Regions from separate parts of the Mus musculus genome. Here regions 1, 2, 3, 4 and 6 are each linked to region 5. The links are chromatin contacts, called in public HiCAR-type, HiChIP or PLAC-seq and promoter capture Hi-C maps. All regions are on one chromosome and are shown on one strand. The core of a region is the stretch at or near the end of the contact, and the rest is flanking DNA. Distances in the headings are between cores, read along the strand shown.

Region 1 (3,028 bases), core at 490-2,989, 2.2 Mb before region 5:
GGAAAAATCAATAGGAGACCAGCTGAAGGTGGCAAGTGCTCTCGTTTGTGACTGTGCCTTTCATCTTGTGACTAGCAAACAATCTGAGGGCCAATGCCACCAGACTAGGGAGTCTTTCACTAATTCTAGAGATCACAGCTTTAGCATCCATTAGTGATCCACGTTTGAGTTAATTGTTTCAAAGATGTTTATAAACAAAACAAAAGAACAAAACTGATTCTCTGAGCCCACCATTCTGTGTTTGAAACTAGCCGGCACTCTTTTGTAAAAGGCTTCCTCTCATCAACTGGCATTGAATTGTAGTTCTATATAAAAGACAAGAAAAGGGCCTTGTTCCCTTTAATAATCAATTGCCAGTGTAAGAAGTTAGTGTAACAATACTTCCAAAACTATCCATGAACTTTCCTCTCTTTGAGTATTGTTATGTTGCCTGGGCCTTCACTTATTCCATACATGATAATCACTCACTGTTGTTCTGATACTCAAATCACCTCAGATTTGCTCAGTGGCAGCACTAGTCCTCTGGGCTCATTTTGTCACTTCGTCTTATTACTCCTAGCAGTTCTTTCCCTTCTGCCACAACATGTGCCCCAGTCTCATTTTGTGTTTTCTGTGACTCATCTAACTAGGAGGCAGTCACTTCTTCTAGGAGTATACTCTAGTGGAGAGAGGTGTTAGCAACCACGAATTGTATGCCTATTGCTTTCAGGGTATCATTTCATCTGTGCCCAGTGGGCAAAGCTAGGAAATGCATTTTAAAACAATCCTGAGTTCAAGAGTGGGCAGATGGCCCTGTAATTATTATGTTTGCCAGGCAAGCGTAGAAATCCAAAGTCAAATTCTCAACATTCAGATATAAAGTGGGATGTGGAAGCTTATACCCATCAGCCCCAGTGTGAGATAGGCAGAGAGAGGAGGCTCCCTCAAACTTGCTGGCCATCTAGTGACTTCTAGGTCAACCAGTGAGAGCCAGGATCAGTGAAAGGCAGTCTTAAAATTAAGATGAAGGGGGATTGACGAAGATACTTGATGTCTTCCTCTGACCTCCACAGATGCACATAAACTCACCCACACACATACAAAATCTTTTAATAGTGATGAGTACAAATTTTAAATTCACCTAATGACATATGGCAGGGTAACCTGCCTCTGGTATTCACTTTTGGAAAGCCTGAGAAAGGAAGGACACACCATGTGGCTTCCAGGGATCAAAGTTATCACACCTGGCATCAAGCATCTTTACAGACTGAGTTGTCTTGCTGGCCCTTTCTTTGTTTAAATCACACTTTACTGGAACAACCACTAAATAACTCTAGAAAAAAAAAAAAAAAAACCAAACAGGGTCAATGGAAGAAAATACAAAATTGTACAGATGATCAATTTCTATTTTATGTTCCTTGTTTAAACTTACCTAGAAGAATCTAGAAGATCCTCCCCACCCCATCCCCGAACTATAAAGTGATAATTTAGTGTATTTCATCTTAGCAAGGAATTTAGAAATGCTACTTAGAAATGCTTTATAAATGCTATTTAGAAGTACAAGACAAAAAGGTCACAACTATACTTTTAAACTTGGTCACAAAACAACATCTGATAGCTTGCGATTTGCTGCCTACGGGGTAACAGACAGGCACCCACAGCCCAGAAGAACACGCCTGGCAGCCAGCTGAGTTGAAGGCAATAGAGTCAATAGAGAAACCTCCACCGTGGCTAGAGCGGCTCTGACAGCGACAGGAACTTCCGGGGTGGGGCCCGTCCATTGCTTCCTTATGGCGAATGTGGGCTTTCCGCACAGCGAGGATCGGCAGTCTTTTGGCTGCTACTTCCGTTATTTTAAGACGGTGCCTGAGATTGGGGGTGGCCATGGCCAAGAGCAAGTTTGAGTACGTGCGGAATTTTGAGGTTCAGGACACATGCCTGCCGCACTGCTGGGTGGTGGTGCGGCTGGACGGCCGGAATTTCCACCGGTGAGCTGGAGGGGCGGGAGACCGCGTGGTGCGCCCACACTTCCGGGAAGTGCGCCTCTCGTAGTTACCGGGGTAACGCGACAGCCAATGAACACTCAGCATTGAGCGTCGCCTGAAGGACTTGCTAGGTGGTTGAGATATTTAAAAGGAACTGGGTACTGTAATTGGTGAAAAACCCGTGCTACTTTAGCTGAAACCAGTTTGCAAGAACTTTGTGTGTGTGTGTGTGTGGGGGGGAGGTGTCATTTCTCGGTCCACTACTTAAACTTCAGTCACACGTGCGACCCTTTTGTTATTTTTGAGAGTTGTTAAGAGGCCCGCATAAGCCTAACTGTGGTCATGAGTTGATAGTATGTCCCGTTCTCATAGTCAGCTTCATATTACATGAACTGACTGCACTAGAGTCAGGAAGAAAAAAGGAGAGTAAACTATTGGGGACTTAATTTCAATAAAGGGCTATGTTATTCGTTATTACCATTTTATAGCTGTTTAAGTACATAGAGCTATAGTAATGTTTATTGAGCACTTAGTAAGAGCATTTTGATCTCCTAATCAGCAATACAACCTGATAAGGTAATAGTGTTCTCAATTCACCCAGTAAGGTGAAACTTCACAGAAAAGTGGATTGAAGCCTAGCAGTTGTATCCCTTTTTGTCAGTGTGTCAAAGTAAGAAAGAAAAACGTGTTTTTTTTTTTTTTCTGTACATGCTTATGCGTAAGTTTAGGGTTAATGTTGGGTGTCCCTCCTCAGAGCTGTCCTCCTTGTTTTTCTTGAGACAGTCTCTCATGGAACTTCCTTGGAACTCACCAGATACTCTAGCCTGGTGGTCATCTAGCCCCAGGAATCCTGCCTCCACCTCTCCAGCACTGGGATGACAAGCAGGTGCCACCAAGCCCCCACCCTGTTTTATGTTTTGGGGCTAGAACTTGGTCCTGACAGTTTACCTACTGAGCTATCTCTCCATCTCTCTTAACTGCCTCTGTGGATGGTGTTGGTGATGACACTCTCCACCGCTTGTGCCCCTCTCTTTCCTCTATGAAGGTTTGCTGAGGAGCACAAC
Region 2 (2,747 bases), core at 32-2,531, 2.1 Mb before region 5:
ATCAGCACTGAGACAGTCACATATAGACAGTTGGTCAGGTCACAGAACAAACAGTGCAGCTCCTACACCGACACCCACAACAGGACTCTACCAAGAAAAGTGTCCCCTGAATGCCAGGGACACCCCCTCCAACTGCACAACTAATGCGATAATATAACTAAAAGTTATTTCCTTAGGAACCCACAACTTTTGGGGCTCTTGAAGACTTTTAATGAATTTTCCTAATATTCCAGAGATGATTCTGTTGACAACAATTTATATATAAATAATGGTGTTGCTCTTCTCCTTAATTTTTATCAACAATGGAAACAAAATGAAGGCAAGCCAGCCAAAACCAGATCTACAATTTAAGATAATACAAAATGATGGATCTGACACTTTTGTTTATTCTGGTGGCTAAAGACTGCATGGTTGTGGGCAGCTAAAAGCATTCAAACGTAGCTGGGAAGATGAACCACACCAAACAGGGTTATAATCCACCCTTGCATTTTGTCACAGAGATCTCCACTATAAGATGAAGGCGCCTGTACTCCATGTCCATGAAATATTTTCACCAGAGCATTCAGCAATGCTAGGGCTCTTGGAACACTGCTTTCCTTGTTCAAGCTACAAAGGCCCGAGGGTCAAATGAGAGCCCTTTAAAGGCTCGTAGCTGAAGGCCTGTGTGTTGGGGCGGTGAGTGTTTAGGAGAGATGGCAGAGATCCAGAAGTTTAAGAATTTCCTCATTTCCTTAACTGAGAAACAAAAGGAGCCATTAAAACATACCGTTGGGTATAAAGGACATCCACAGAAGGATCATATGCTGTTACCAGGACAGCAAAAACCTAATACTTTCATGAGAATGCTGTTTTAAAGCTTTTTTTTTCCTTCTTCAATAAAACTGCTGCTTTCAAAAATGATCAAAAAATGAAGTTGATATCATAAAGAACTCTAGATTAAAAAAAAAAAAAACTTTTTAAAGCTTCATTAAGCCAGAAACAACCGTAACAAACAACAAAGAACCCTGTGTAGCACAGCCTTATTCCATTTCCATTTTAAAGCACCGATTTCTAAAAAGGTAAATAGAGCTTTTGACCCGCTGTTGTTTGGATAGCCTCAATCTTGGACCTATTCTTGACATCAATAACCTTCTAAAAATGAAAAAAAATTCCCTTTAAAAATAAAAATTAAAAACAATTAAAAAAATTTACTTCCCTGTAGCTTAATTCTAAATCTTCCCAGGTCTGGGAGAGATTTGTGTCCTTGTTGATTTCAGTCACTAGAGGGGGCCCTGTAATCAATTTTTGGACACACAAACTCCAAAGAAATGTCTGAACTTGGCTTTGCTGAAGAGCAGGAAAGCAGGCTTCCCAGCACTTGGGCAACTGCCAATCAAGTAGTTTTTATGCTCGTAGCATAAAAGCATGCTTTACTAGAAAATATCCACAGAGCAGAAGGGAAGAAGTGTGGGCACAACTCAGGTCCAGCTGTGAACGGAGGAGCACTGCGGTAGCAAGTATTGTTCCCACTCTGTCTTTTTTCCAAATGGGGTCAAACGGGTTTGTATCTTCACAGAGCACCACCCTTCTAGTCTAAGCTTACAATTCAATGTTCTGTTATATGCAGGTGTACACATTTCACAGGAAGACAGACAGAAACAGACCCAATAACTTAGTTCCAAGCACCAATTTCAAACCATACTATTTCCTTTATACTCCCTCAATTTCCCCAGTCCACCCTGATGAGCATTCTTACACTCTAGCCACGGGAAACAATACAATCCTACTAAAGTGCACAACAAATTCTGTGTGCCAGTTGCCTCCGCTGTAACTGTCCTACAGGTTAGGACACAGGACACTCCTTACACTTGTGATGGTCTTTGGTTTGGATAGTTAAGTGCTGCAGCATAGTAACTGAAGTTTGCACCCAGTGCTGTGGGAATAAGCCACGGGACAAATGCAAATGCCCACAACTGGAACAACACTAAAACCAGTCCTGAGGAGGAAATGTCACCTCTTAAAGCATTGGACTCCTCAAGAACTTCTAAAGGACAGCTGAAAATCCAGTTTTGAAACAGTTTCGCTCCCTGATAAATACCAATCTTCATACTGGCATAGTCACACTCCTGGAACACTTGTGAGACAGAGTTATCAGGATCAAGAGGTTGAGGGCAGCCTGCACTATGTGACAAGCCCCTGTCTCAGGCCACAATCTCTCTAAATGCTGCAGCACTCTAGTGAATACAGGACATCAAGGGCAACAGGCATTGTTCTGCCCAAGGGAACTTCTGTTGAAATCTTGTCTCAGTCACTGACTTTTATTTTTGGTTTGGTTTTTAGCATATATTAAATACAAAGTGTCTGATGAAGAAGAAAAAAGTGGAAGCTAGAAAGATGGCTCAGATGTTAACAGCACTTTCTGCTCTTACTGAGGACGGCTCAGTTCCCAATGCTCATGTTGTGCAGTCCATGCACAAGCTCCTGGAACTCCAGTTACAGGGAGCCTGATACCTTTTTCTGACCTTTTCTGGCACCAAGGCACACATATAAATAAATAGTAAATCTTTTCTTTCTTTTTTTTATTGGATATTTTATTTACATTTCAATTGTTATCCTTTTTCCCGATTTCTCCTCCAGAACACCCTCCATCCCATCCCCCCCCCCCACGCTTCTATGAGGGTGTTCCTCCACCCACCCACCCACTACCACCTCCCTGCCTTTGCATTCCCCTACACTGGGGCATAGAGCCGTCCCAGGACCAAGGGCCT
Region 3 (2,730 bases), core at 226-2,725, 2.7 Mb before region 5:
CTCTCTTTACATCTTGACAAAAATCACCATTGTTGCTGGGCAGTGGTGGCGCACGCCTTTAATCCCAGCACTTGGGAGGCAGAGGCAGGTGAATTTCTGAGTTCGAGGCCAGCCTGGTCTACAGAGTGAGTTCCAGGACAGCCAAGGCTACGCAGAGAAATTCTGTCTCAAAAAAACAAACAAACAAACAACTATAACAAAACACCGTTGTTAAATTTCATATTTCAAATATTTTCCAAGGTTTCTGAAGGAAGCCACATCTTACAGTATAGTAGAGTTAGTATAGTACAGTTTTCTTAACACATTAGCAATTTTTACATCTTTTCTACATAAATTTAAAACCTAAATCCCAACATATATGGTCAAAATAACCTTTGCTTTTTCCAATTTAAGTACATTATACAATGAGAAGATTCTTGAGTGCTTTCTCACACTGATGTACACTGCCAATACCTTAAATCTGAGGGAAGCAACTCCAAATTCTTCAGATTGTCTAACTGTTAGAGCTAATTCAGGGTGTATATACCTAGAACACGAAAGTCTACTTGTAGCCACTTCAAGTCAACACCTGGCCTAAATTTCATCCCCCGAAGGCTTTTGAAGTTGGGGATCTGCGCTTCCCTTAGCCACACCCACACTAAACCCGCAGTTTCCCGAAGGTTTTTAGTAAGTGACAGATCCGCATCCTCACTCCAATCATCAGGACGGTACGACTACTCCCAATTTGACTATAGAGACAAGAAGCCAATTCCCAACGTGCAGAAGGGGGTGAATTGTACAACGGGAATCCGCATTAGTTTTTTCGGGCGCAAGTGCAAACCCCCGTAACTTGGGCATCCCGCGTTAGAGCGGGCCACCTTACAGAAACCGCCCATTACCGGTTCAAACTGAACTTTTCAAAGCCGCTGGAGGTCGTGACTCGCTAACACTAACAAGATCCAGTGTCTCGTGGGTGCTTTTTTTTTTGGGAGGGGGGGGGTCCGCAAGCTCAGACACTTGGCTCACTTTGTCCCCGTGACTGGGTCCCCGCGGAAAGTCTGGTACAGGATGAATCCGGCTCCGACCCAGGCTCTCGCTCCCCTCCCCCAGCCCCCGCGCTCCCAGGCGGCTACTGTCACTTTACCAATGGCGACAGGGCAGGCTAAGACCACGACATTATAAAAGCCCGTGGCGTGGGGACGAGAACTCGGACCTCCCAACCTCCCGTCTGGCTTGTCGTCCGGAGAGAGCGGTACTCGGTGTACCTTCGGCCGGCCGCCTGCCTCAGGCCCCGGGGAGGCTTCGCGGAGGAACCGGGAGGAAGGCTAGCCCGGGCGTCCCAGGCTGTCCCGCGCCGGACTTCGGCGCTCCACGCCGGGAGAGACGCAACCGCGGGGGCGGAGAGACAGACTTAGGCTGCGGTCGCCAACCGCCGCCGCCCGCTCACCTCAGCTCTTTCTTGCTTTTCCGGTAGTGACTTTTCCTCAGCGCAGCGGAAGCACAAGTTCCGGTTGCCTTCTCAGGAAGAAGCCTCTGACGCGGGCCTCTCATTGGCTACCAAGGCTGTCCTATAGCAGGTCCTACTCCCGCCCTAAAGATGTTGCACATGCGCACTTTCGCATCTCCTGCTTCTCTCGGGAAAGATCCGCTGTCTGGTTTCTTGGTCAGGTCAGGAGAATACTTCTTCGTACTTTTTGTTAGTAGAAGAAAGTACTCTCTAGTAATTCCATTCCTTGCAGCCCCCACTTTTATACGAGACTTTTAAAATTAAATACTTGCCTTATGTAAAAGTCAGAAAATACAGATAAGCAATATATTTAAAAATTATACTAATGTAATCATCAAAAATGTTTTTTAAAAGCAAGATTGTACTCTATGATATATTCATATATATGGAGATATTTGTGAACATGATTAAGAATAACATCCTAAACCTTCATTTTCCCCCTTCCATTCACTTTTATTTTCATTTAGGAATTCAAAGATGTCTATAACAATCCTTCCACAAATTGACAAGTGAAAAAAACTTAATATAATTTTTTAAAATGGAGGGAGTGGGTAATTTCACTGTGTAGCCCAGGCTGGCTTCAGATGTCTCTTCCCAGCCTCTGGAAAGCCAGAGGTATAGAAATGAGCCATCAGGACTAGCAAGAAATATTTCCATTTTGGCCTTTCCCTGAGGGAGAGGAGGAGGGGGAGGGAGGAGAGAGAGAAGAGTTGTTAACAGATGATATGGGAGTCGTAAGATGCAGTGTTGCAAACTAAAAGTAAGATAAACAGCTCTGCTTCACAAACAAGAATGTCTCAGTTTCTTCCTTTAAATATGTGGAGCATTGCAGGCATAAAAACAAAAGAAGAGTCTACTCACTACCAACTTCCATAGTTATATGAGCCCCATCATTTTGTCTCTAGTCTGGTATGAACCTCTAAAAGGTAAGGGCTCTTCGTTTTTTCCTATACCCACAGATTTATTATCTTACTGAAAGTGTACTAGGGGTTATTACACTGATAGAATGAATGTGTGTATGCACATGGATATATATGTATATATGACTTATCCGAGTGACTTACAAGATGCAGTTCAAGTAGTCCAGCAATGGCTGTCTCAGCCCTGAAAGGCTGAGAATCCTGTAGTTGCTCAGTCTAAGAGGCTGGATGTCTCAACAGACCCCCACCTGGCATTGGAGACCTGGAAGATTCCTGGAGAGCCACAGGTCTTCAGTCCATGTTGGAATCCCAAAGAAGTTTGGT
Region 4 (2,810 bases), core at 75-2,574, 2.2 Mb before region 5:
GGAATCTGTATCATCTAACAAGGCCTTCTGTTGAGTCTATTCTCTTAATCTGTTTACTAAGTCTTAAGAGTGACTGTTTATAAAAACTGTGGCAATACTTAAGTGTATTTTACCAGTATGTGGGCAAATCAACCAGAAGCACTCCCTGTGCAAGCTAAGGGCCGTACCAGGATTCTACTTTTCGAGCTTCAGCTCCTGAACTGCTAATATGTCTGTGCAACACAGACCTGTGAAAGCCAGATTCCCCTGGCTTCTAATACCTGCATCTGAGGGCAGCACGGTGAGGGGGACATCTTTGGTTTCAATTTTTACAGAAGGCTCCAGCAAGGACTGCATTTTAATAGGCACTGGTGTCAGGGGGACTTTGGACAACCGTATCAACTCAGAAGGCGGAGGCCCCTGAAACTGGATACGGGCTCCAGGTGGGACGGTGTGGAGTGTCAAAGGGAACCTTAGGTCTTGCTGGTGTGGCCCAAAAGCACTAGGCGGCTGGGCCAGGATGGCCTCCTTGCTGCTGTGGACCAGGCCATTGGACGTGGCCTCCGTGCCCAGCCTACAATCGTCCCTGGGTCTGTCTGGCTCCTCCGTCTTGATGACTCCTTCTCCGATGGCCAGCAGGCTCTTGCCTTCCCCGCCTTTCAGCGCATCCCTCGGAGCCTCCTCTGCCTCCAGCTTGGCTTTCTTCTCATCGCTTCGGCGGCCGTCGAGGGCCTTCCCGGTGCCATCCAACTTGGCGGCCCTCGAGGCTCTCGGGCCGGCCTCGGTGGTCCTCCGAGATCCCACCGACAGGTCCAAGCCCGCCCCCAGCTCTTGCTTCTCGGCCTTGACGAGCAGCGTCCGGGGCTGCATGGGGTGCAGCTCCGGCCTGCAGGGGCCTCCGTCGGCCGCGGACTGCGGAGGCAACAGCAGCAGCTCCGGCCTCAGCTGCAGCAGGCGCGCCTGCGCGGACGAGGCGGCGGCGGCAGCGGCAGCGGCGGCGGCGGCTGCGCCCTCGTCGGGAGCCGGAGGCACCCCCGGTCCTCCGGGAGGCAGCAGCAGCACCTGTTCCGGCTTCACTTGCAGCAGGCGTCGCGTCCCTGCCGCCTGCGCACCCGCCGCCGCGGCCTCCCCGCACGACGAGGCCACCGCGGCCATGGCGGCCGTGGCCTGAGCCGACGGCGACTGGGAGCGCTCTGCGGCCGCGGCCCGGAAGGTGGCGGCCTCGACGGGCTGCGCGGGCGGAGCGGGGCGCAACGGGCGCGGAGGGGTGGGCCGCGGCGGTTGGCGCGGCGGCGGCGGCGGTGGCGGCGGTGGCTCCGGCCTGGCTCTCTCCATGGGGGAGGGGGCGGGCGGGCCGCGGCCGGGATTGTGAGCTCAGCCGTTTGTTGGCGGCCTCCCCCTCCCCCTTTCGGTTAAGACCCTTCCAAGGCCTTGGCTACCCAGAACCCTACGCGCTCCACAGACGGGCTCGCCTCGCCCAATCAGGAGCGGCCCGGTGTCTCCCGCCAGCCAATCACAGGCACGTTCCCCGGCTCCTCCCACCCTCCACACTAGCCGCGTGCGAGAACCCTGGAATCATCCGCCATAGACCGGGCCGAAGCTCCTTGTGTCCCATTTTCCACGCCTCTTCACTCTCCCTCTCTTCCGGATTCTCTTTAGGCCTTGACCTTGGTTACCCCGCCCCCTCCTGGAGCGCGACAATGGCGTTGCCCAGGAAACCCTTCTGTTCCACGCCTTTACCAAGGACCTCCAGGGATGAAGGCGTGGGCCTTTCTTGCGGGCTGGGCTCTCGGCCTTGTGTGTTCATAAAGCCGGAGTCTGATAGGGTCTTCTAGTCATTCTCAAGTATGGGGACACCTTGGAACTTATAACTGATCTTACTGGACCTGGTTTTTGACTAGGTATAACTATTTTACTAGTTGAATTTTCAGTCTGCTTCCAAGATGCGACCCAGATTCATCCACCTTTTGAGGTCCCACCCACCATTATCCTGCTTAGGCTTCCATTGTCCTTCTCTAATTCCATATGGATGTTACAGTTCTCCTGAAGTTTTGCTCTTCACCTATGTCCCACTACCTCCCGACTGCCAGTTGTTCTAAAAATACAAGTCAAACTGTCACATTTCCCCCAAATCTTTCTGCCGCTCCCACTGGTTATGAGATAAAAGTTCGAAATTCTTAACCCCGCAGAGCCTGATAAACCTGATTAGTAGCTTAGGCTATACCTACAGTTTGAGTTTTTTACACTTTCACCACATTGCTTCCCATGCTATTCTTTTTCATCACAGGACGCTTTAGCAAGTCAAGCATTTATGTCTCTTGTAACTCCCGTTTATTTTTCAACTTGGAGCTGAACCGGCATTTCAGAGAAAACCATGACAGCATTCGTTCGAATCTCTTTTATGCACTCACACCTGATCATGTCCTTTGAAGTGCTTTCTTTGTGTGATTATTCTGCGCCTCTTCCAGTTGATTGTTACCTCCTTTGGGAAAGAACTGCTTTTGTTTTGCTCATCATTGACTCCCCAGTGCCGACTGTTGAGTAATTGTGCAATAAATGCTTATTGAATAAAGAAATAAGAACTGCCACAGCATAATAAAATAGTAATACTATGTATATTAAGGGCTCATTTTAAGGTTTTTTTTCCATGTGTGTGCCTCTTCTTTTAAGAAGGAGTGTGTTTAGTTTTTATTCAATATTAGCAAGTAAATGAGAAATTATCAACATTTCCTGCATCACTAGACATCCTGACTAAAAGTTACAGCTCTATCTTGAGGAAGATAAACACTATAGCCAAGGCAATTAAAGATGAATTCTTTACTAAAAGTTAA
Region 5 (3,093 bases), core at 92-2,591:
TTGTTTTTCGAGACAGGGTTTCTCTGTTTAGCCCTGGCTGTCCTGGAACTCACTTTGTAGACCAGTCTGGCCTCGAACTCAGAAATCCCCCTGCCTCTGCCTCCCAAGTGCTGGGATTAAAGGCGTGCGCCACCACAGCCCAGCGGTATGGGTATGTCTTATGTTTCATTTCAGTGTTAAATCTTTTTTTTTTTTAATAATTCTGTATAGCTCCGGCTGTCCTCGAACTCACTCTTTAGACAAGGCTGGCCTCAACTCAGAAATCTGCCTGCCTCTGCCTCCCATGTGCTGGGATTAAAGGCAAGTGACACCACTGCCTAGCTTCTGTGTTAATTCTTAAAGTATCTACATTTAAAAACAAATAAATCAAAGGAACAGTATTTCTGTCTATGAAATTTTGTATAACTCTATGGAATTTTTTTAACTTTACTGTTATCTAATTAACTCTTCTGGTGTGCATGAGTGTTTGTTTACATGTATGCCTGTTTACCATGTGTGTGCCTGGTGGCCATGAAGTTCAGAAGAGGATCTTAAATGCCCTGGAACTGGAGTTAAAGTTGTGGTAAGCTGCTATGTGAGTACTGGGGATTGAACCCTGGTCCTCTGAAAGTGCAGTCATTGCTCTCAATTGCTAAGTCATGCTTCCTAGCCCCTTGTGGGAATTCATGACTGAGCCTAGGAGAGACTTAACCAGTCTTGATGAAAGGCTACTTTCCTTTCCGATGTCTTTTTAATTTTCTCCATCTTTGCTATCCTGTCACAAGAAGAATGGCATTGTTTCAATTTTTTGCAAATCTCTGATTTAATACAGGACAGGTGAAGGCCTGGAGGTCTAGCTCACAAATAGACGGACTTGCCTAACAGCTAGAATAATTCACCCCTTTTTGTATTCCTTCTGTTGCACTATATCAGAAGACAACCTCTGGAAAGCGCTGTACAGTCATGAGAAAATGAGTGGAAAAAGTGTGTAATATTTACTGTTTTGAAAACTGTTACTCTCCTAACAGAGCTCTTGAAAGGCACTTTGGAAACTACTGGAAAGAAATGTTTATTTAGGGACGAAGGATGTTTTCGGGTTCTTATGCACATTCCTAACATGAGGGACGCCAGAATAAAGACGTTTTTAAAGCCACAAGTAGTCGCGTTTGAAAAATTACTTTGTGCTAATTGGCAGGATTTGACATAACTCAAGATGACAGCTGAGGCTCATAGTACTGAGCCGTACAGTGACGTCACACAGCTACTTCCGCTCACTCTCTTCGAGTTGGCCACTACATTTCCCAGAATGCTTTGCCAGCAATGGCGCCATTGGCCAGCGCGGCCGGAAGTGCACCTGACTCAGGAGGAAGTAGAAGGACTCGGAGGCAGGAGCGGTGGAGAGAGGAGCTGGGAGGTTGTGAAGCCCATCGTGGGTCTCGCGGCGTTCGGTGAGGACTGTGGCCTGGGACAGGCGCGGGGTCGCGCGGGGAGGGGCTTTTCTAACCTTGACTCATAGCCGGGAGGGACGCGACACTCGAGTAAAAGCGAAGCCTGCGAGTCCTGACCCTCCCTTTTAACTTTTCCTTTTAACAGGCTAGGACGAATTCGGACTTTAACGCGACACTGGGTCATTGGCGTGGTTTTGCTGCGACCAGAGGGGTGGCAGGCACCGCAGAGGTTCTGACTCAGCTTCTAGAGCAGCAGTGGTTAATAGGATGAACGTAAAATCATCAGAGTCACTTTAAAAAAACAGAGATGCTCTGACCTGACTGCAGACCAATATTGTCAGGATCTGGGCAGCAGGGTTGCGCAGCGAGAGTTGAGAACCGGCTCTTCCAAGGCTGAGTTCTGAGTCCCTGGAGGATGCCTGTGAAAACATCTGCGCAAAGGCTCCCCTTCCAGAATTAGCTACCTAAGCTATACCGCTTGCATTTGCTTACGATGATAAGCACGATTTGGGCACAGATGCCATCTTGGGCTCCATAAGAAACTTATTCTTCGGCTCCCGGTGGCGATAGTGTCCCATTCGGACTTCATTGTTTCCTGTTGACAACTTGGTCATTTATTCTGAACAAAGATTAGAACTCTTTCTTTCTTTCTTTCTTTCTTTCTTTCTTTTTTTTTCCCCTGCAGCTGTTTTGGATTCTGTCTAATTTGTGCCATCCAGCAAGCTGCCGGACGTGGAAAAGTCACATTAAAATCAGTCTTTTCATTTAGGGTATGGATCGAGGGTGTGGTTCAGTTGTTTAAATGGCTTACATGTACCACAAAGTCTGAGATTCGGTCTCCAACACCAGTGGGAAGTGGGGATGTTAGTCTTGGTATAAGTCTGATACCATATTTGATCAGCAAGACTATCAGTTAAAATGATAATTGGCATTGAGTGTGAGTTTATTATACTCTAGTTTGGGGCTGGGGAGGGGCCTAATACAGGGTCTCATAGCCCAGGCTAGCCTCACATTTGCTGTGTAACCAAGGATGGCCTTGAACTTCTGATCTTTCTAACTACATCTCCCCAATGATGAGACTGCAGGAATGGGCCACCACAATTGGTGATATCCTGTTTTTAAAATGACTTCCTTGGACAGGCATGATCCATACTCCTTTAATCCAGCAATGGGGAGACAGAGGAGGGTGGATCTCTGAGATCAAGGCCAGCCTGATGAACAAAACAAGTTCCAGAACAGCCAGGGTCACACAGAGAAACCCTGTCTCAAAAAACAAAAACAAACAAACAAAAAAAAACAAGCCGGGCATGGTGGTGCACTCCTTTAATCTCAGCACTCAGGAGGCAGAGGCAGGCAGATTTCTGAGTTCGAGGCCAGCCTGGTCTACAAAGTGAGTTCCAGGATAGCCAGGGCTACACAGAGAAACCCTGTCTAGAAAACAAAACAAAACAAAAAAACCAATAATACTTATAAAACAAATAAATAAAAATAATGACTCCCCAGTCAAAGAAAGTCAAGCTGTGTTTGGCGGGGTTATATGTAGAAGTTTGTTTAGGTGTGAAAGACAGAAGGGTTTTTTTTTTCCATATTTTTTTTATTGGGTATTTATTTCATTTATTTCCAATGCTATCCCAAAAGTCCTCCACACGCTCCCCCACCCACTCCC
Region 6 (2,954 bases), core at 321-2,820, 2.1 Mb before region 5:
TAAAAGAAATGACTTTTCTCTTTGGCAAAAAAACAGAGCTTACAAGTAATGAAATGGTCCCAGCTAAATGTCTGCACACTTAATGGGAAAACTGAATACTAAAACCACCAAAGCAAAATCTTTTCAGACTCGCAGCTTCTCAGTGAGGTTTCTCTTCCTCCAAAGTCAGTGGGAAAATTGTTCTCTTCAGAAGCACAGACAGGAACGTGTTGTATCACAAATCATCCTAAGGAAACGGAAGCCCCTGGCTCTTCACCCTCATGGACTAAGAGGGCCGCAATGATCTTCATCCTGAACTGGAGAAGACGGGAATTCTACAAAGTTAAGAACTTAGCTCTTTCGGTTCTGAAAACGGTACTCCTTAAGCACTTCCTTGGTAGCAAAGCACCATCAGAAGCGTCAGACAAGTTGCTTTAAAGAATGTTGTTTTCTGGGGTCAAAAAGAGCTTCTATACTTCCTGGTTTCAGGTTAGGTGGGTGGTTCAAAAGAACTGTTTCTTTACCACACTTATTGCATAATCACAAAAACCCAAAAAGGAAGAGGGCTGGTTAAATATTTAAAGTCTTATTTCCTGGTGACCTAAAAGACCTACTGTTATTTTCGATATGCTCAACTTAAAGTGCTAAGGGTTTCTGAGTATACTAAAAGCACTGAGTTATTTTACTCTGAAAGGAGTTAAAAACAGGTCAACAGGATATAAACTGGGCTTTTTTTCTTTTCCTTCACCCTTTAGAGTAATTTTTATTTACATGATTGCCCACCCCAAAAGGAAGTGTAGTGGTAAAGTTAGAGGAAAACAGTCACGGAAAGTTGTCTGGTCATCTGCTTTCACTTAGTGTGACAAACCCGAAGGGCGAGTCTCCTCTTGAGCAACTCCAGCCTGTCCACAGTGACCACTTGTTACACCTCCCACTCACTCCACTGCAGGTTCACTAGAAATTCAAAGGTGTCTACCAAGGTAAAGGGCATACCAGGCCAGGCCTAAGGTGTCTCCGAATTACACCACGGGGGTTACCGGGGACGGGAGCACGCGTCCCCTCGCCCCCAAGCCGGGCCTGGTGTCCAGGAGGCCAAACTCCAAGCTGGGTACGACGATCAAAGCATCTGTCTGCCCGGCGCGGGGTAGGGGCGCGGTGAGGACGTCCCGGGGAGCAGAGACCGGAGCAGGGAGGGGGGTTTTGAGCCGCCAGAGGCTCGGAGACCGAGGCCCAGGCCCGCCGCGGCCGCCGCCTTCACCAGGCCGCAGGGCGGGGGGGCGTGCCGCGTGTCCCCGCGCGCTGGACCACCGTGCGCACGCTCCCCGCCCCCGCCGCGGGGCCGGCCGCAACTGCCCCCCGATACTCACGCTTTGTCCACCAGCTCCCGCACCTTCCACATGTTCAGCATCGCGCCCCGCGCGGCCCGGCCCGCCGCCGCCCGCCGCCACTCTCCACGGACCCCGGGACGCCTCCGCGCCGGGGCTGGTCCAGGTCCGGGTCGCCGCCGCCACCCACCGCCGCGAACTCTCCCTAGCCGGAGCTCCTTCTCCCGGCCACAGCCACGGCGCCGCCAGTGACACGTCGAGACGCGGCCGCACCGGCGCTGCGTGGGGCGGAAGTGGCCGGCTTTCCGCCCGCGCCGCGCGCCGCACGCCGGGAATTGTAGTCCGCGCCCTGCGCCCCCGGAGCGTGAGAGGGCTGAGATCGCTGCGGTTTGGGGACCTCTGACACAGCCTCCGCGTGATTGCCATCACAACAGTTGCAAGACTTACTCGCGCTCACCTTCTTCAGATGTACACATTGATGCTAAGCACGATTACAGAGTGTGATTGGCGTGCGTGTTCTTCATCTACGCACGTGTTTCTGCATTTGCTTCCAAACATATAGGCGTCTATACATCACTGAACCTGGGATTCCAGCCCTGACCAGTGTAGAATTTTATTCTAAATCCTTCCCCACTCTAGTTTTATGATACAATGATTTTATCTGTAGACAGCTACCTAGTACCCTCGTTAAGATAGTTTGTAACAAGCCTCAGAAACTTAGTTCACATTAGTTGGGAAACCAGAAAGCCACCAGTACTCATACACAGCATACCTATATGTGTTTTATGTGATATACCCAAGAACTCTGTGGCTTTGGTTTCTAAAAGCATACATAATTTTTGAGATCTGCTAAAGTAATTTCCACTGATCAGGTTTTTCACTTAATATGTCAGTCAAAACTTGTGATAAAACTTGAAGTAATACTACATTTTGTTTTAGGCAATTCCTTAATTTTTATAAGTTTTACCTGCCCTGGTTGCAGACTGCTTTAATCCTAGCACTCAGAAGGCAGAGGCAGGCGAATCTCAATGCGTTTGAGGACAGTCTAGTTTACATCAGAAGTTCCAGGTCAGCCAGGGTTACACAATAAGACCTTAATTTTTAAGTTATAATTAAAACCTTTAATTAAATGTTATTTATTTGTAAAGAAATAAAATAAAAATTACTTAAATGTTAAAATAAAGTTATATATGTAAATATATATGTATTTATACATATACATTTTTTTAATTAAAAAATAATTCTGCCACTATTTACTGAGCATCTTCAGGGTGTTACAAGCGAGGACTACAGCTGGGGCTCAAGTTCCCTGGGAGCTTAAAGGTCACTGGAGGAGGGACATAACAATCAAGAAAATATTTAATTAGAGAGAATAAGTGCTTGTCAAAACCAAGAACATAATGTTACAGACAACAATGTCAGAGGAAAAACAGCAGAATATTCAGGGCTCTTTGAGGAGATTGAATGTATGCTAAAACTGGAACAATACAAAGGAACTGGCCCTAAGAAGATCAAGAAAAGAATGATTGGGGGAGGGAACACAAGACAAGTAAGATTCACAACGAAGGGCAAACAGTGGCTGTAAATAGCCAAGACCCAGGCCCTCTTATTCCAGATCCTTTAGTCAAGACGTCAGTTTGCATTTACTTG

What was found. Promoter capture Hi-C pulls out the DNA fragments that hold promoters and counts their contacts. HiCAR-type assays count read pairs that join an accessible place to other places. HiChIP or PLAC-seq counts read pairs in DNA pulled down with a chosen protein or histone mark. Capture Hi-C pulls out chosen DNA fragments and counts their contacts.
Region 1: a contact with region 5 is called in a promoter capture Hi-C map of adipose tissue, with 4 times the contacts expected there. The contact joins the promoter of Thg1l here to the promoter of Ttc1 in region 5. A contact is called at or near these places in 10 of 39 promoter capture datasets (the 3T3-L1 cell line, 3T3-L1-derived adipocytes, the C10 cell line and 6 more), 1 of 15 datasets of contacts at CTCF or cohesin (large pre-B cells), 3 of 484 Hi-C or Micro-C datasets (CD4 T cells, muscle stem cells and regulatory T cells), 3 of 115 datasets of contacts at active chromatin or transcription factors (astrocytes, embryonic stem cells and large pre-B cells) and 4 of 9 other capture datasets (adipose tissue, liver, macrophages and 1 more).
Region 2: a HiCAR-type map of astrocytes shows a contact between it and region 5, with 7 times the contacts expected there. The contact joins the enhancer-like site here to the promoter of Ttc1 in region 5. A contact is called at or near these places in 6 of 39 promoter capture datasets (the 3T3-L1 cell line, the C10 cell line, hippocampal neurons and 2 more), 2 of 115 datasets of contacts at active chromatin or transcription factors (astrocytes and stem cell-derived neural progenitor cells) and 1 of 9 other capture datasets (adipose tissue).
Region 3: a promoter capture Hi-C map of adipose tissue shows a contact between it and region 5, with 3 times the contacts expected there. The contact joins the promoter of Med7 here to the promoter of Ttc1 in region 5. A contact is called at or near these places in 1 of 39 promoter capture datasets (the C10 cell line), 1 of 484 Hi-C or Micro-C datasets (muscle stem cells) and 2 of 9 other capture datasets (adipose tissue and liver).
Region 4: a promoter capture Hi-C map of pre-B cells shows a contact between it and region 5. The contact joins the promoter of Sox30 here to the promoter of Ttc1 in region 5. A contact is called at or near these places in 2 of 39 promoter capture datasets (hippocampal neurons and pre-B cells).
Region 6: a contact with region 5 is called in an H3K4me3 HiChIP or PLAC-seq map of pro-B cells, with 10 times the contacts expected there. The contact joins the promoter of Clint1 here to the promoter of Ttc1 in region 5. A contact is called at or near these places in 1 of 39 promoter capture datasets (embryonic stem cells), 2 of 115 datasets of contacts at active chromatin or transcription factors (pro-B cells and stem cell-derived neural progenitor cells) and 1 of 9 other capture datasets (adipose tissue).

Annotation. Positions count from the first base shown.
Region 1 is chr11:45,954,214-45,957,241 of GRCm38.p6, reverse strand. Thg1l (tRNA-histidine guanylyltransferase 1-like (S. cerevisiae)) reads left to right here and starts at 1,739. Exons shown (of 6, transcript NM_001080969.3): 1 at 1,739-1,967; 2 at 3,010-3,028. The coding sequence starts at 1,777.
Region 2 is chr11:45,879,780-45,882,526 of GRCm38.p6, reverse strand. All of the region lies in intron 1 of Clint1 (clathrin interactor 1), which reads right to left. Among named protein-coding and RNA genes, the nearest start is that of Clint1, 29 kb to the right of the region's middle. Within about 2 kb of position 1,281, at least 72 of the 459 cell types and tissues checked have an H3K27ac peak or open chromatin away from gene starts, as enhancers often do. A contact at or near this core is called in astrocytes, liver and stem cell-derived neural progenitor cells, where this site is marked.
Region 3 is chr11:46,435,706-46,438,435 of GRCm38.p6, reverse strand. Med7 (mediator complex subunit 7) reads right to left here and starts at 1,475. Exons shown (of 3, transcript NM_025426.3): 1 at 1,245-1,475.
Region 4 is chr11:45,978,824-45,981,633 of GRCm38.p6, reverse strand. Sox30 (SRY (sex determining region Y)-box 30) reads right to left here and starts at 1,324. Exons shown (of 5, transcript NM_173384.2): 1 at 261-1,324. The coding sequence starts at 1,314.
Region 5 is chr11:43,746,256-43,749,348 of GRCm38.p6, reverse strand. It overlaps Ttc1 (tetratricopeptide repeat domain 1), which reads left to right and starts at 1,341. Exons shown (of 8, transcript NM_133795.2): 1 at 1,341-1,427.
Region 6 is chr11:45,850,585-45,853,538 of GRCm38.p6, reverse strand. It overlaps Clint1 (clathrin interactor 1), which reads right to left and starts at 1,570. Exons shown (of 12, transcript NM_001045520.4): 1 at 1,347-1,570. The coding sequence starts at 1,387.